Linked DNA regions of Triticum aestivum: region 2 is linked to region 1. Evidence: chromatin contacts called from public Hi-C data. All regions are on one chromosome and are shown on one strand. The core of a region is the stretch at or near the end of the contact, and the rest is flanking DNA. Distances in the headings are between cores, read along the strand shown.

Region 1 (7,195 bases), core at 703-3,202:
GCATACTGGCATCTGCATGTTCATGGCTTTAAAATCAATATCCCATTTTAGATCATCCAAAGACAGGTTCATCGGCCAGATAACAAATAGTACACATATACAGGGCTTTGACAGACCAAACTTGCATACCGGCTCTGTATTTGGTCAAATAAGCAATAGTATACCTCGTCCAACATGATAATGTTCTTGAGAGTTCTGGGACAGCATTTAAGAACTCTTCCGTTTGTACCTATCTTAGCTATCATTAGGCATAACCAGAAATTGTTCACTTTGCAATGCAACTGGAATTGCAACGATCAGAACAGAAGCTGGCGCAATTGCATACTTCAGTAATAGAATAAGCCAATAGAACGATCCAGGAGAGAAATGCCTCCAAGGTGAGGCATTCTATGCAAGACACCTCATATCTGCCAACTACTACATAGTAAGCTCCCTCTCATAGGCCCCATTTGTCTCTTCCTCTAGTCTCAGACTCTCAGCCATAAGACCCACCATCAAGCTGACTGCTATGGTGGTTCTTATTGGTTTTCAACGGGGGGCAGTTGAGATAATGTGCATGTGACAGCAGCATACTGCCCATCTCATATCACTCATTGGCCTCCTTTTTATAAAGCACACCCCCAATTACGCACATTAGCTTAGGACTAGCAAACCATCATAAATTAAAAAAAAACAGTGGACAAATGATGCCAAGAACTTGTTTCAACGAGGCTCCCAGAGGAAACTTTGCCAGATTCCCTTTTGTGGAGATAGGTGATCCCCTCAAGTGTACCGCACCACACTACCACCAGTACCAGCGTACCCACCTAACCTTACATGATCCACACCTGAATTCATGTTACCGTTGTGGTCTCAATTAGTACTACTCCCTCTGTACACAATAATAAGACGCTTTAGATCACTATCTAAAACGTCTTGTGATTGTTTACAGAGGGAGTAGATGCTTACCAAAAGAAACAGCACAGGCAGGGCCTAGAGCTAGGGTTAAAGCTCTCGGATGGATGAGAGAAAGTGAGAAACGAAAGGAGAGGAAGGAAAGTAGGGTCTTTTAATCTTTTTGGAGGGACGGTGGGGGCTGGCCGGCTGGCAAACATCAATGCAAGTGTTCATGGCTGCATGGGCTACCTACGCTGTCACGGCCTACACGCATCATACACCTGACTGTGGAAGTGGAGTGCAGGCAGTCGATAATTTTCTGTAGACACAATTCCAGCAGTAGAGATTTGCCAGTATGTTGAAAAGAAAAATCACCAACTCCTCATCTAGAAAAGTGATTACTACTACTACCCCAACTCTTTGGCATTAAAACATTTCCCCCCGTATTTTTTAGAAACAAATAAAGCTTTAAAACCAAACAACGGCCGACAAACTGCATTGCGCTAATCGATTCCGCTCCTAAAAGGCTAAAACCCGGGGCCGGGGATCGAGCCCAGGTTCCAATCTGGGCAGGAGAGGTTTGGAGGCATCCGAAGGCGTCGCTCGCTGTATCCAAGAAAAAAAGACGGAGAAACGGAATGGGCCACGCGAGGAGAGAGAGAAGGCCGCAAACCTCTCTTGGCAGGCGGAAATCGGGAGACGGCCGGGCGCGTCCGTCCGTCCGTCCCTCCGTCGCGCCGTCCGCCGCAAGATCCAGCCGTCCTCTGCCCACCCAGAGTGAAGTCACGCGCCGATCGAGAGCCGTGGCCAGGAGGAGGAGGGTGAGGAGTCGGCCCGATCTGCGCCGGAAGCGGCCGGCATTGCGCGGGGAGAGGGAGAGAGCGGAGCCCGCGCCGGCCGGACCGCCGCTCCGCGCTCGCTGGGAGAGTGGAGGGGAGCGTGGTGATCTCGCTGCGCGGCCGCGACTGAGCTGTGTACTGTCTCTCCGTGTGTGCGGGTGGAGAGTGTCGGGTTACATGTGTGTGGGGATGACGGACGCGGTAGCGGTGGCGCCGTGCCTGTGCTGTAGAGAGGAACTGCGTGTGCAAATTTGGCGTGCATTTAAGAGAAGCGTCAGTTACTGGGCGCTTGTTTTGTTGACTAGTAAAAAATAAAGTCTGGGGATTTGTTAGAGTGACGGATTTGCCCCTGAGGGAGGGTTGACAGACATCTGGAATTTGCCTGGTGCCTGCAGGCATGGGTGGATCACATGAAGTCAAGCTACAGAAAATTTGACCAATTATATAGATAAAAATATTAACATCTACAGTGTAATACTAAAACTATATAGTAGTATGAAAATTAATTCCATGATGCATATAATAATACTGATTTCATATTACGAGTGTTAATATTTCTTTTTACTACGTCAGGTGTTGGGAAACATTGCATGAAAAACAAAAAAATATACGCACACGCAAGATCTATCAAGGAGATGCATCGCAACGAGAGGGGAGAGTGTGTCTATGTACCCTCGTAGACCGTAAGCGGAAGCGTTTGACAACGCGGTTGATGTAGTCGAACTTCTTCGCGTTCCAACCGATCGAGCACCGAACGTACGGCACCTCCGCGTTTAGCACACGTTCAGCTCGATGACGTCCTTCGCCTTCTTGATCCAGCAAGACGGCGAGGTAGTGGATGAGTTCTGGCAGCACGACGGTATGGCGACGGTGATGGTGAAACTGTCTTCGCAGGGCTTCGCCTAAGCACTACGAAAATATGATGAGGGTGTAAACGGTGGACGGGGGCGCCGCACACGGCTAAGACAATGTTGTGTTGTGCTAGGCACCCCTCATATATATAGGTGGAAGGGAGAGGGAAGAGGCTAAGGGGCGTCCCAAGTAGGACCGAATCCTACTTGGGCTCCTGCCCTTGCCCCCCCCCTCCTTATTTATTGGAGGGGGAAGGAAAGGGGGAGAGGGAAGGAAGGGGGAGGCCAAATCCCCCCCCTCCTTTCTCCCATGGGTCGCCTGCCTTAGGAGGGGCGCGCCAGCCCCTTGTGGGCTGGTGTGCTCCCCTCTAATGGCCCAATAGGCCCATCACCCTTCCGGGGGTGCCTGTTACCCCCTCTGGTACTCCGATGATCACCCGGTACACTTCGAAACACTTCTGGTGTCTGAATATCATCGTCCTATATATCAATCTTTACCTCTCGAGCATTTCGAGACTCCTCGTCATGTCCGTGATCTTATCCGGGACTCTGAACAACATTCGTTCACTAAATCATATAACACTATATCATCAACGAACGTTAAGCGTGCGGACCCTACGGGTTTGACAACTATGTAGACATGACCGAGACATATCTCCGGTCAATAACCAATAGCGGAAGCTGGATGTCCATATTGGCTCGTACATATTCTGCGAAGATCTTTATCGGTCGAACTGTTATGACAACATACGTAATTCTCTTTGTCCATCGGTATGTTACTTGCCCAAGATTCGATCGTCGGTATCTTCATACCTAGTTCAATCTCGTTACCGGCAAGTCTCTTTACTCGTTCCATAATGCATCATCCCGTAACTAACTCATTAATCACATTGCTTGCAAGGCTTATAGTGATGTGCATTACCGAGAGGGCCTAGAGATACCTCTCTGATATTCGAAGTGACAAATCCTAATCTCGATCTATGCCAACTCAACAAACACCTTCGGAGATACCTGTAGAGCATCTTTATGACCACCCAGTTTTGTGACATTTGATAGCACATAAGGTATTCCTCTGGTATCCGGGAGTTGCATAATCTCATAGTCGAAGGAATATGTATTTGACATTTAAGAAAGCGATAGCAATAAACTGAACGATCCATATGCTAAGCTAACAGATGGGTCTTGTCCATCACATCATTCTTCTAATGATGTGATCCCGTTATCAAATGACAGCGCATGTCCATGGTTAGGAAACCTTAACCATCTTTGATCAACGAGCTAGTTTAGTAGAGGCTTACTAGGGACACGACATTTCGTTTATGTATTCACACATGTATTTAAGTTTTCGATCAATACAATTCTAGCATGAATAATAAACCTTTATCATAACTAAGAAAATATAAATTAACAACTTTATTATTGCCTCTAGGGCATATTTCCTTCAGTCTCCCACTTGCACTAGAGCTAATAATCTAGATTACATTGTGATGAATCTAACACCCATGGAGTCTTAGTGTTGATCATGTTTTGCTCACGGAAGAGGTTTAGTCAATGGGTCTGCCACATTCATATATGTATGTACTTTGCAAATTTCTCTGTCTCCATCCTTGACCTTTTCACTAATGGAGTTGAAGCGTCTCTTGATGTGTTTGGTTCTCTTGTGAAATTTGGATTCCTTCGCCAAGGCAATTGCTCCAGTGTTGTCACAAAAGATTTTCATTGGACCCGATGCACTAGGTATTACACCTCGATCGGACATGAACTCCTTCATCCAGACTCCTTCATGTGTTGCTTCTGAAGCAGCTATGTACTCCGCTTCACATGTAGACCCCGCCACAACGCTCTGCTTGGAACTACACCAACTGACAACTCCACCATTCAATATAAACATGTATCCAGTTTGTGACTTAGAGTCATCCAGATCAGTGTCGAAGCTAGCATCAATGTAACCATTTACGACGAGCTCTTCATCACCTCCATAAACGAGAAACATATCCTTAGTCCCTTTCAGGTACTTTAGGATGTTCTTGACCACTGTCCAGTTATCCACTCCTGGATTACTTTGGTACCTCCCTGCCAAACTTATGTCAAGGCACACATCAGGACTAGTAGTATATACCGGATGTGGTTAGATGGACGCATGCGGGCAGGATCTACAACCTAGAGATTGAGCATGAGGACTCTAATCTATTCACGGATGCCATGATAGGGGATGATGTGGACATGACTGATAAGGATGACAGCTCGGGTAACAAGGAGCATCGTGAGGAGGACAGTGCACGAGATAAGTCTCACACCCCGGGTGCAAAACGTACTTCGCCTGCGCCAGGGAAGGGTGCGCCTCTACCTTCCTCCGCGCCCATGAACTCGTTGAGATTTGGTTCTTTTGGGGCTGCCTCCACACCTCCAATACTTTGGAGTGATCGCGTTGAGAGTGATGATCTTTTCGAAAACTTGTTACCCCCGCTTAATTCTGTTGGGCCTGAGACTTTTGTTTGCAATCACTCGGATATGGTTGCTTGAGGGGAGATCTTGGTGGCGCATACACCTAGCTCGGTGTTACCCGCGGTGGTGCTCGTTCAGGACACCGGGTTAGGCGTCAAGGATGGGGAGAAGCATGGGCAGGTGGCCCCCATTCCCCCCATTGTGCACTCTCGAGGCCGAGCCTCACCATCAATGTTCAGTGGGTCGGCTTCAGGCCTTGCTGGTGGCGTTCGGGACGCCAGGGTGGTCGCCAGGTCAGGGGCATGGGCAGGAGGCCCTCGCTTCAGCCTCCCCTTAGGCGCCCCTACGAAGCTCGGCCGACATGATGGGGGGTGGGCCAGCGGAGCAGGAGGCTCTGCGCGCATGCCCTCCCATTGTGCATCCGTTGACGACTGCCGTTTGCAGCCCACGGTCGACCCCTACGGGTTCTCCGACACCCGTGGAGGTGGAGGCGGGTGCGGCTTGTCCGATCGGGCTGATGACAAATGGCCTTCCCTCGACTGGGCCGGGAGAGATAGCCCCACTTGAGGGTCGGGCAGGAGGTCTTACCCCAAGCGGCCCGACGCAGGACGAGGTCGTCGCCTTCGGAGGGATTTCAGATCCCGTCTCTGAAGGGTGACGGATGAGTTGTCGTCTCCAAGATCAGCCGGATGTTGATGATTTGCAGCTAGGGCGCACCATGCGGGTGGCTAAGCTTCGTGACATTGAGGTCACTGCCGGTATGTCTGTCAATACTTCTAATTCCATCTTGCATTTTTCGATGATGAGATTATTCATAATGAAAATCAACTAGGAGTTTCACTAGGTAGTAATGAACAAGAAATCACTAAATCTGTTAATGATATCCTTGATCTCGAAGCAGAGCGAGCTTTAGAGATGATTCGAAACTTAGCGGCTGTTTAACCTATGAACAATGCGGATATTGATGCTTTGGGTGTTAGGGTACTTGATAGCTTTTGTGCAGATCTTGCACCCTCACATACCGAGACAGAGGAGGATGAGTGTTCTATTTCTCCAAGGGGTTCAAATCATGTAGATTCTCAAGCGGTTAGGCCCACTAAGCTCGGTTGTGTGGACCGAGTAGAGGACCAAACCAAGCCTAAGCGCAAGTGGAACCGGGAGTTTTATCCGGCTTCGGTTGTGCGCTGAAGTCCTAGGATCCAGACCACTAGAAAATTTCGTGATGAAATATGAAGGGAATCTTTTGGAATAGCAGAGGTCTCATGGACTTGGCTAAGCAAAGGTATGCTTCTATGGAACACAAGTTAGATTTTATCGCCCTCTTTGAAAATAGAAGGGACAATTTTACTTCTCAGTTTCTTAGCACCTTATCAGGAGGAGGTTATTTTGATTGGCATTGTCTACCCCCAGGGGGAAGATCCGGTGGGATTTTACTAGGGGTTAAATGCAATACATTGGAGGTTCAAAATGTTGTCATGGGAGATTTTGCAGTTAAGTTTCATGTCAGGTCGAAGGTTGATGGTTTCCAATGGGCACTGGTGACAATGTATGGTGCTGCGCAGCCTGAGCTCAAACTAGAATTCTTGGCATACTTAGTTCGTATTTGCGGAAGTGAGCAACTCCCAATTCTGTTTGGGGTGATTTTAACATCATTCGAAGATGGGAAGAAAAAAACAATGATATATAACTTTGACGACAGATGGTCGTTTATGTTTAATACAATTATTGAAAGCATGGATCTTAGAGAGATCGAGCTTTCTGGTAGAAAATTTACTTGGTCTAATGATACGTCTCCGTCGTATCTATAATTTTTTATTGTTCCATGCCAATATTATTCAACTTTCATATACTTTTGGCAACTTTTTATACTATTTTTTGGGACTAACATATTGATCCAGTGCCCAGTGCCAGTTCCTATTTGTTGCATGCTTTATGTTTCACAGAAACTCAATATCAAACAGAGTCCAAACGGGATAAAAACGTACGAAGAATTATTTTGGAATATTTGTGATTTTTTTGGAGGAAGAATCAACGCGAAACGGTGCCCGAGGTGGCCACGAGAGTGTCCCACGCCACCCCTCCAGGGGGACGCCCCCTATCTCGTGGGCCACCCGTAAGGCGGTTGATGCCCTTCTTTGGCCACAAGAAAGCTAATTTTTGGAAAACGATCTGGGCGAAGGTTTC
Region 2 (7,195 bases), core at 2,351-4,850, 600 kb before region 1:
GCTGCCGGGATACAGGCTTTGACGAGGCTCTTGGGGGGACAGAACTCGTAAATACCGGGAGGGATCTGATCAGTTAGGATAACGGACGGGCAGGATATGGTCCGCAGAGTGCTCGTCCACCGTAAGGCATTTTCGCCTGGCCAGTCCATATTTTGGTATATCTTCCGAAAACAACAGTATATATCAATCCTGACCCTGACCCTCCCTCCCCCACGACCCCCGCCGCCTCCCGATCCGATCGTTCCCGCCCATCGCCGCCGCCTCCCAATCAGTACGTGGCGATGGAGCTGCTAACGCTTGAGTTTGTAATCAACTGAAAACAGTCCAATTTATAATTCTGGCTATGCAGGTTGCGACGATGGGGCTGCTAACGCGTGAGTGTGTGAATGAACTGAGGACAGCCCACGACCGCGTTGCTGGAGGGTTGGATAATCTTGAACGGACTCTGCAAACAGTACGTCTTACATATATACTGTACATCTCACAGATAGAGGTCCGACTTTTGCACCCTATGCTTAGTTTGTTTCTTGTTTCAGATTAACAAGCTCGTGGAACAATCTCGAATGGTTTCAGAGTTGATCACCGCGGCCGAAAACACAGTTAGGGAACACACCAGTCAGAAAGAGCAGCTTCAGCAGAAGATGCAAGACGAAGCCGTCCTGAATGAGCAGCTGCAGAAGAAGATAGAGGAGGGAGCTGCCTTGAAGGAGCAGCTGCAGACTCAGATGCAAGAGAATGCGTCTTTGAAGGAGCAGATACAGAAGAAGGACCAAGAAAATGCCATCTTGAAGGATCAAGTAAAATCTTTGAAGGAGCAGATGCAGAAGAAGGACCAAGGAAATGCCATCTTGAAGGAAAGTAAAAAAACAACCTTTTTTAAGAGATGCCATCAAGAAAATGCAAGAAAATGCCATCTTGAATGAGTTGAGGTGTTTAACCAGTAAAAATGATGGCCCAATAATTTAATTTGAGCCCGTAAAATAATTTTGAAGTATACTTTCAAATTCGATTTCATGGTTTCAAAGATGACGGTGGGCTCTTGAACATGGCTTTCAAAAAACTGCCCTCGCTAAGTATATAGGCAATTTAGAAAAAAGCAGTAATTTCAATTTTTATTTCATACGATCGGTGCATCAAAGCATCATTCTCATCCTTATTTTCAAATGACATCCACGGCTGTATGCTTCTGCATGTTTTGTACTGAATCAAACGTGAAGGCTTGATTCTAAGCATACAAACGGTTCGATCTATATTTTCAAGATAAATCTCACCCAGACAGAGATGTTCATTCTTTAGTGCTGCCAAGTGAACAGGGGAGAGGTCTAGCGAGAGGATCAGACGACGATCTGAAAAAAAAACTCCTGGCATTGTTAAACTAGATGACGCCCTGCGCGTTGCTGCGGGATTTTGTCGCGGACTTTGAAGTAACATTAGTGTATCAAAGAATAAAATAATTTGAATCAATAAGTGGGTAGCGTTCACAAATAGGTAATTATTAGAAAAGTTGGTGTATAAATATTCACTACATGATTAGCAGGTTGTAGTGTGAATCATATTCTTAGCATGAACTATTTGTTGTTGTTTCCAGATTTTCCTTCTTCAGTTACCGCAAGATGGATATATGTTGTCCCACTCTTTTCATACCCGACAATGCATCAAGTGGAAGAGAATAGATGGCCAGCAGACGGGGTTCGCAGAGTGTTGAGGCGCAGACTCACGTTTGTGAGTCGAAAACTTCAGTTCTTTTGTGATCTTCATCTTTTCGATAGCATCTGTGTATCTCTTCGTAGCTTCTCTTATTGAAACGGCAAAAGAACATGCCAGAATATTGTTTGAATATGGTGGCGTCCTGGGGAAGATATGTGTATGTTGTCAATGAAGGTAAAAAGTGAAAGGAATATAATATAAGAAACCAATTTTCAGTAGGCGTACCTCTTGCATTAATTGCCCATTCGTACTGGAGGTTCTGGGGTCATTTTGTTACAAATATTGTTGCTTAGTGGTAGTACCAACAAATTGTTTGTCAAAACACAGAACCTCCTGAAATCGATTGGTTATGCTTAGTCACAGTAATGCTAATGTCTTTGTACTTTGTGACTTCATCTCTACATACAATGTGAAATATTCTATAAATTAAATGGTGTATATATGGTTTCAGATATATAATCAAGGTAGCCAGTTGAGATGCCAACATGCTTTTTATTCTTCCTTCTCTTCAGTAATATCTACTGGCTGAACTGAAAGTTCAGTTGTCCAAATCCTCAAATGCCACACTACTGTTTCTAGCATATGTTAGCACTGTTGCGGCCATGTCAAGGACACACTTGCATCATGTCATCTTTAAGTTTCAGGAAATGTATAATTCTCCTTTGGTATTATTAAAGATTAATCTTTTTTAGTTCAATCTCCTAAGAGACTTATGTCCAGAAAAGATATTATGTGGTGCCAGATCTGCAGAGGCTTAAGAAGGCCACCCAGGAGGGGGGAGGGGGGGGGGCACGTCTGAAACTAAGGGGAAAATACGCATGAAAACAATAGAAGGTATGCTAAGTAAATAATTTAAGAGATGAGAGGTTGCATACCAAGGTGAGTAGCAAGAGATTTGCAAATCAATGAAGCAAATGCGAGCAGCAACAGACTTTTCTGGATCAGCAAAATGAAGAAAGAAAGTTTAAGCATGATAGCAGATCCATATCTGCATAAACCCTGAGTACTTATTTGTTATGGAATAATACCTCTTGTCATAGTATGATACAATACTCACAGATTCATGGATAGAAACCCCAAGTGATGGATTATATGAAACATTAACCTAGCGAAGTAACACTTGAAAGCATAATCTTTTTTTACCCAAAGGGCATAATCGTCGATTGTGTTTGTACAATGGACTGCGAAAAATATCTTCTGATGTTTCCTTGCTTACTTCCTACCATGTATTAGATTTGTTGACTCCATAGATCTTCTCTAAGGAACACATACCAAGACGTGTATAATAGATAAATAAAGCACATTTTTTGTCAGTCAAACTAAATGAAATATATATAATACATATGACTAAAAGTATATGGCCAAAGCCAACAAATCTGCATATGGCTAACTGTTCACTGGCTGGACTGCTGAAGCAATGAACTTTTCTAAAGAGGACAGAGGAGAGCCTGCATAACAATGAAGTAGCAAGAGACCTGTCACATCGAGCACCTTTGGATCCGATGCACAAGCTGTAAGATTCAAAAACATAGTCTCGGTGATAGTAAAAACTAAAAACTGGGGGTGGTTGAGAATATGGAGCATCACCTACCAGAGTGGAGGCCGCCAAGCCGGTTCCGAGAGCAGTGTTAGGATTAAATTAATAGGTTAATTAAAGAGATAATCCTCCCATTGTAATCTGTATGTTGGTTGCATTGCCAACCGTCGCGTCTTTCCCCTTGCACCTCTACGAACAGTCGCATCTCCTTATTGTGTCTGTTCCCCTTGTATATATACCGAGAATCATTCAATGGAATCGGAAGTTCGATCATTTGTTTTGTCGATTTCGAACACGTTATCACGCACTCTGCTCTCGATTGGAGAAATAGGCCACAGCGGAAGAACGGCGGCCGATGCGGCACAAAGGCGCCGCGAGACTGCCGGCCCTCCGGCCTACGCGTGGTGCACGGCGCCCCTCGGCCGCCGACGCGGCGAGCCAGGATACGATGTTCCGCTCCTGCGCCTACACACACATCCGTGGCTCCCGGCGGTCGGCGAAGACGGCGGCGGCCAGCACCCACCCAGGCGCGGGAAGTCTCTCGATCTGGTAAGGAACCAGATGCAAATGAGAAGAAAAGCACTAAATCCAGAGAGAAAGGTGATTCAATTCCAATTTCGTTCATGCACGAAGTAAGCACTAACCTCCAGGGCGTCGTTTGAATGTCGTCCAAGGCAAACTTCAGCGGCGACCCATGGCCCGGACAGCGCTTCCTCGGCCAGCCTCCTAGCGGAGCGGCAGCATCCTTTGGCCCGGCTGCTCCCAGCGCTGCACCTGGAGGCGGTCGCAGCGGCCAACGGCCGGTGCCCGGCATGGCGATGCCCTCAGGCGCGCGGCAGCGCGGTCCACAGCCCGGGCAGAGGCGACACCTTCTGCGCCAGACGCACCCCGGCGGCGCCCTCCATCGGCCTGAATCTCGGCGCACAGCGACGAGCGCGCCACATGGCCATCATCTGAGGCCCTCGGCCTCAGGGCGGCTCCCACGGAGCGACCAACCGCGACGCAGCGCGGAAGACCGAGGCGACGCGGCAGCTCTTGGCTTGCACTCATGCAGGCGGCGCCCGAGGCAACGGCCCTCGGCTGGCCTTCCGGCCACGGAGGCGGCTGCTCCCTCTGGCGTGGCTCCCCGCGGTGGAGACGACGGCGGGCTCATAGTCGTGGCCCTGGCCGTCGAGCCAAAACGGCGACGAGGCGGTTACACGATTTCTCCTGGTGGAAATCGCTCGGGAGGAAAGAGATAGAGCCTAGAGTATAATTGGTTTGCTACCAATATTTGGCATTGTCAATATTTGGCAAGCCAACATTTGGCAAAATCAAAAATTGCCAATATTTGGCAACTTTTTGTGAGATTGGCAATGAAAATTGGCAAGCAACCAATTTCTAGCCAATATTTGGCCATTGCTAATATTTGGCATGCCAACTTTTGGCATCAAACCAATTATGCTCCTTATCTCTTCACTACTTTTGCAATTTAGCCCTTGCGGCTTACCTATTTACGGAATAGCCCAAAACTTGTGTCTGTCATCATTTTGTGGCTAATTCCGGGATGTTTCGGGATATTGCAGCTTGGTCCAACTAGTTGCTATTTATTAGCACTGGTAATGTTGAGGCCATATACCGATCATCATTTAGCCCGTTTTCTGTTGAGTTTAACATTCCAGAAAATATATGGTTATTATATGTGGCATGTTCAATGTATTTGCTTTTTAGTAATTCCTATAACTTGTCCTATTAGTACAACATAGTTTTGCAATTGAGATTAAGTTTTTTCGCACAACATTTGCGATTGAGAAAAATTCTTTTTCTCGCAAAACAATCTCATTGTGGTTGAGATCATTTTTCTCTCGCAAAATATTAATTCACTCCACTGAATTATCTTGCAATTTGATATAAGATCTCATTTAATTTGAGATCTACACAATTCAAGTTCTCACTTGAACATCAAGTTTAAAACATCATTACTATTCATTACAATAGTAGTGTATTTCCGTTGAGTACGATATATTCCGGAATGTATATATCTCCATGTTCGCTACATGTCGAGATTAATACGTCTATTTGCAATTGAGATTTTCAATTTCTTGCAAATACATATGCAAAATTCAAGGTGTCATCCTTAGCAATTTGAGATTCACACTAATGATTTTGAGCCACCTTCTTGAAATCTATTAATTTTGCAACATTAAGATGTATTTATATTACACAATCTGTAATATAAATAAATTACCGGTTTTTCACGGGGAATGATATGTTCTATGTGTTTACCACATTGACATTCTTCATGAACATGTCACAGCGGTCGAGATTGATTTCTCCCGCACAACAAACTTGTAAAATTTTGACAATAACATCTCCCTCATTATATTAGGAAAACACAAGGTGATGAGTTGGATCTACTGCTCATGTGTAGACTATCTCTAGTACTGTGAGATCTATATGATCTTCAATGTGTTTATGTTCCCGCAATTGAGGTTGAGCATTTTCAAGTTATACACTTGAGTCAAAATTTGCATTTTTTTATTAAAAATCATGATGGTTTTTAGTTTACTTCTTGTAAATTAATTATCTCTGGCTTGCCCCTATAAGGAATCGATGGCTAACAATTTGAGGCACTTGCCCTCAATGGCCACAACTTACTTAAGCGGGTCATGGACATCAAGATCAGTCTTGCATCCCATGGGATAGCGTGTGCAATCCAAGCCACGCCACCGGGATGCAGATGACCTCAAGGGTAATGGTTTGAAACTCACTTCAAACCCTCAACCTGACACCATCAAGCTGTCACGAGACCCTATGAGCATGGAGAGCATGATGGTTGAATATGCATCAACCGACATGTTTGAAGACTATACATTTAGTCTCTTAATCTCCTTAGTGATCTATTTATTTATGTCCATTTATGATGTTCTAATAAGAACATGATTATTGTTGCCATCATATATTGTATATCACAATATATTGTATCAATACTTTGATACAAATTCATTTGTATGTATTCTATATATCCGACAGTGATTTTCTTGAGAATCTTCATGTCTATATATAGATTTATACGGGAGTCAATCCGATGAAAAATGATATGTGCCTTGTGGGCATATGCACTACAAACTCTATACTCAGGGAAGTCCGATGTTTCCACTCTCATTGAGAGAAAGGGGACATTTTCAAATCGCTAGATGCGATGAGGTATTTGTTGGCTCAACTCGAGTCATATTTACTATCCCTGTGGGTACTCGAGTAACGTCAGGATGCTTCATTGCTTCCCAAGTTTAACTCGTACCCTACTAAGCTATAGAGATATTTGTCAAAATGGTTTCCATAGCGAAACTTATGCTGACAAGAAAGAGAAATACATTCTCTTTACCATATGCAACGGATATGGCAAGCACATTTTCTATGTATCATCCGGATTGTACTACACATACTACAAAACCCGTAGCACATGTTGCGCCCAAGACATTGGAAAACTTGGCATACTCACTTTGGTCATCGAGACATTGGGTTGAAACTGAAACTATCATCAATTCCAATAGTTTATGATGATTATGATGCTAAATTCTAACACCATTTGGATTTTATGTGCACTACAAGTGACACAAGGAAGATAATTTTAAGGCTTGCACACCTTAAAGTCTACGCTGAGCCACTCAGACTCCTTGAATGCATCAAGTTGAGGTAAGTGGCTCTTCCCATCCATTGACTAGACTATTCAGGTATTCCATGGTTCTAAAAGACATGTCTACATGATGGTCTTAAGTGTGTGCTTTATTCACATGAAACCATTGGCTCATTATCCTAACACCGATTTCAAGCAAATCGAATGGATAACATTGCAGAATTCTCCTTGAGTGCCTTCTCTAAGGCCCTTGGATTGAGTTTAGCAATTTGTCCTAATGTCTAGACTCAAAATGGTTTGGTAGAATCCTTTATCCAAAGAAGTTAAGCTCAATG

Evidence for each region. A called contact is a pair of places that touch in the nucleus more often than the background predicts.
Region 2: a Hi-C map of leaf shows a contact between it and region 1, with 4 times the contacts expected there. The contact joins the promoter of LOC123071216 here to the promoter of LOC123071213 in region 1. A contact is called at or near these places in 2 of 5 Hi-C or Micro-C datasets (both in leaf).

The regions. Positions count from the first base shown.
Region 1 is chr3B:602,668,146-602,675,340 of IWGSC CS RefSeq v2.1, reverse strand. LOC123071213 (probable inactive receptor kinase At5g58300) reads right to left here and starts at 1,952. Exons shown (of 3, transcript XM_044494728.1): 1 at 1,550-1,952.
Region 2 is chr3B:603,273,495-603,280,689 of IWGSC CS RefSeq v2.1, reverse strand. LOC123071216 reads left to right here and starts at 3,600. Exons shown (of 2, transcript XM_044494733.1): 1 at 3,600-3,793; 2 at 3,919-4,984. The coding sequence starts at 3,600. The coding sequence ends at 4,201. It overlaps LOC123071218 (a long non-coding RNA gene), which reads right to left and starts at 4,181. Exons shown (of 4, transcript XR_006434183.1): 1 at 3,889-4,181; 2 at 2,583-3,790; 3 at 1,933-2,040; 4 at 1,444-1,849.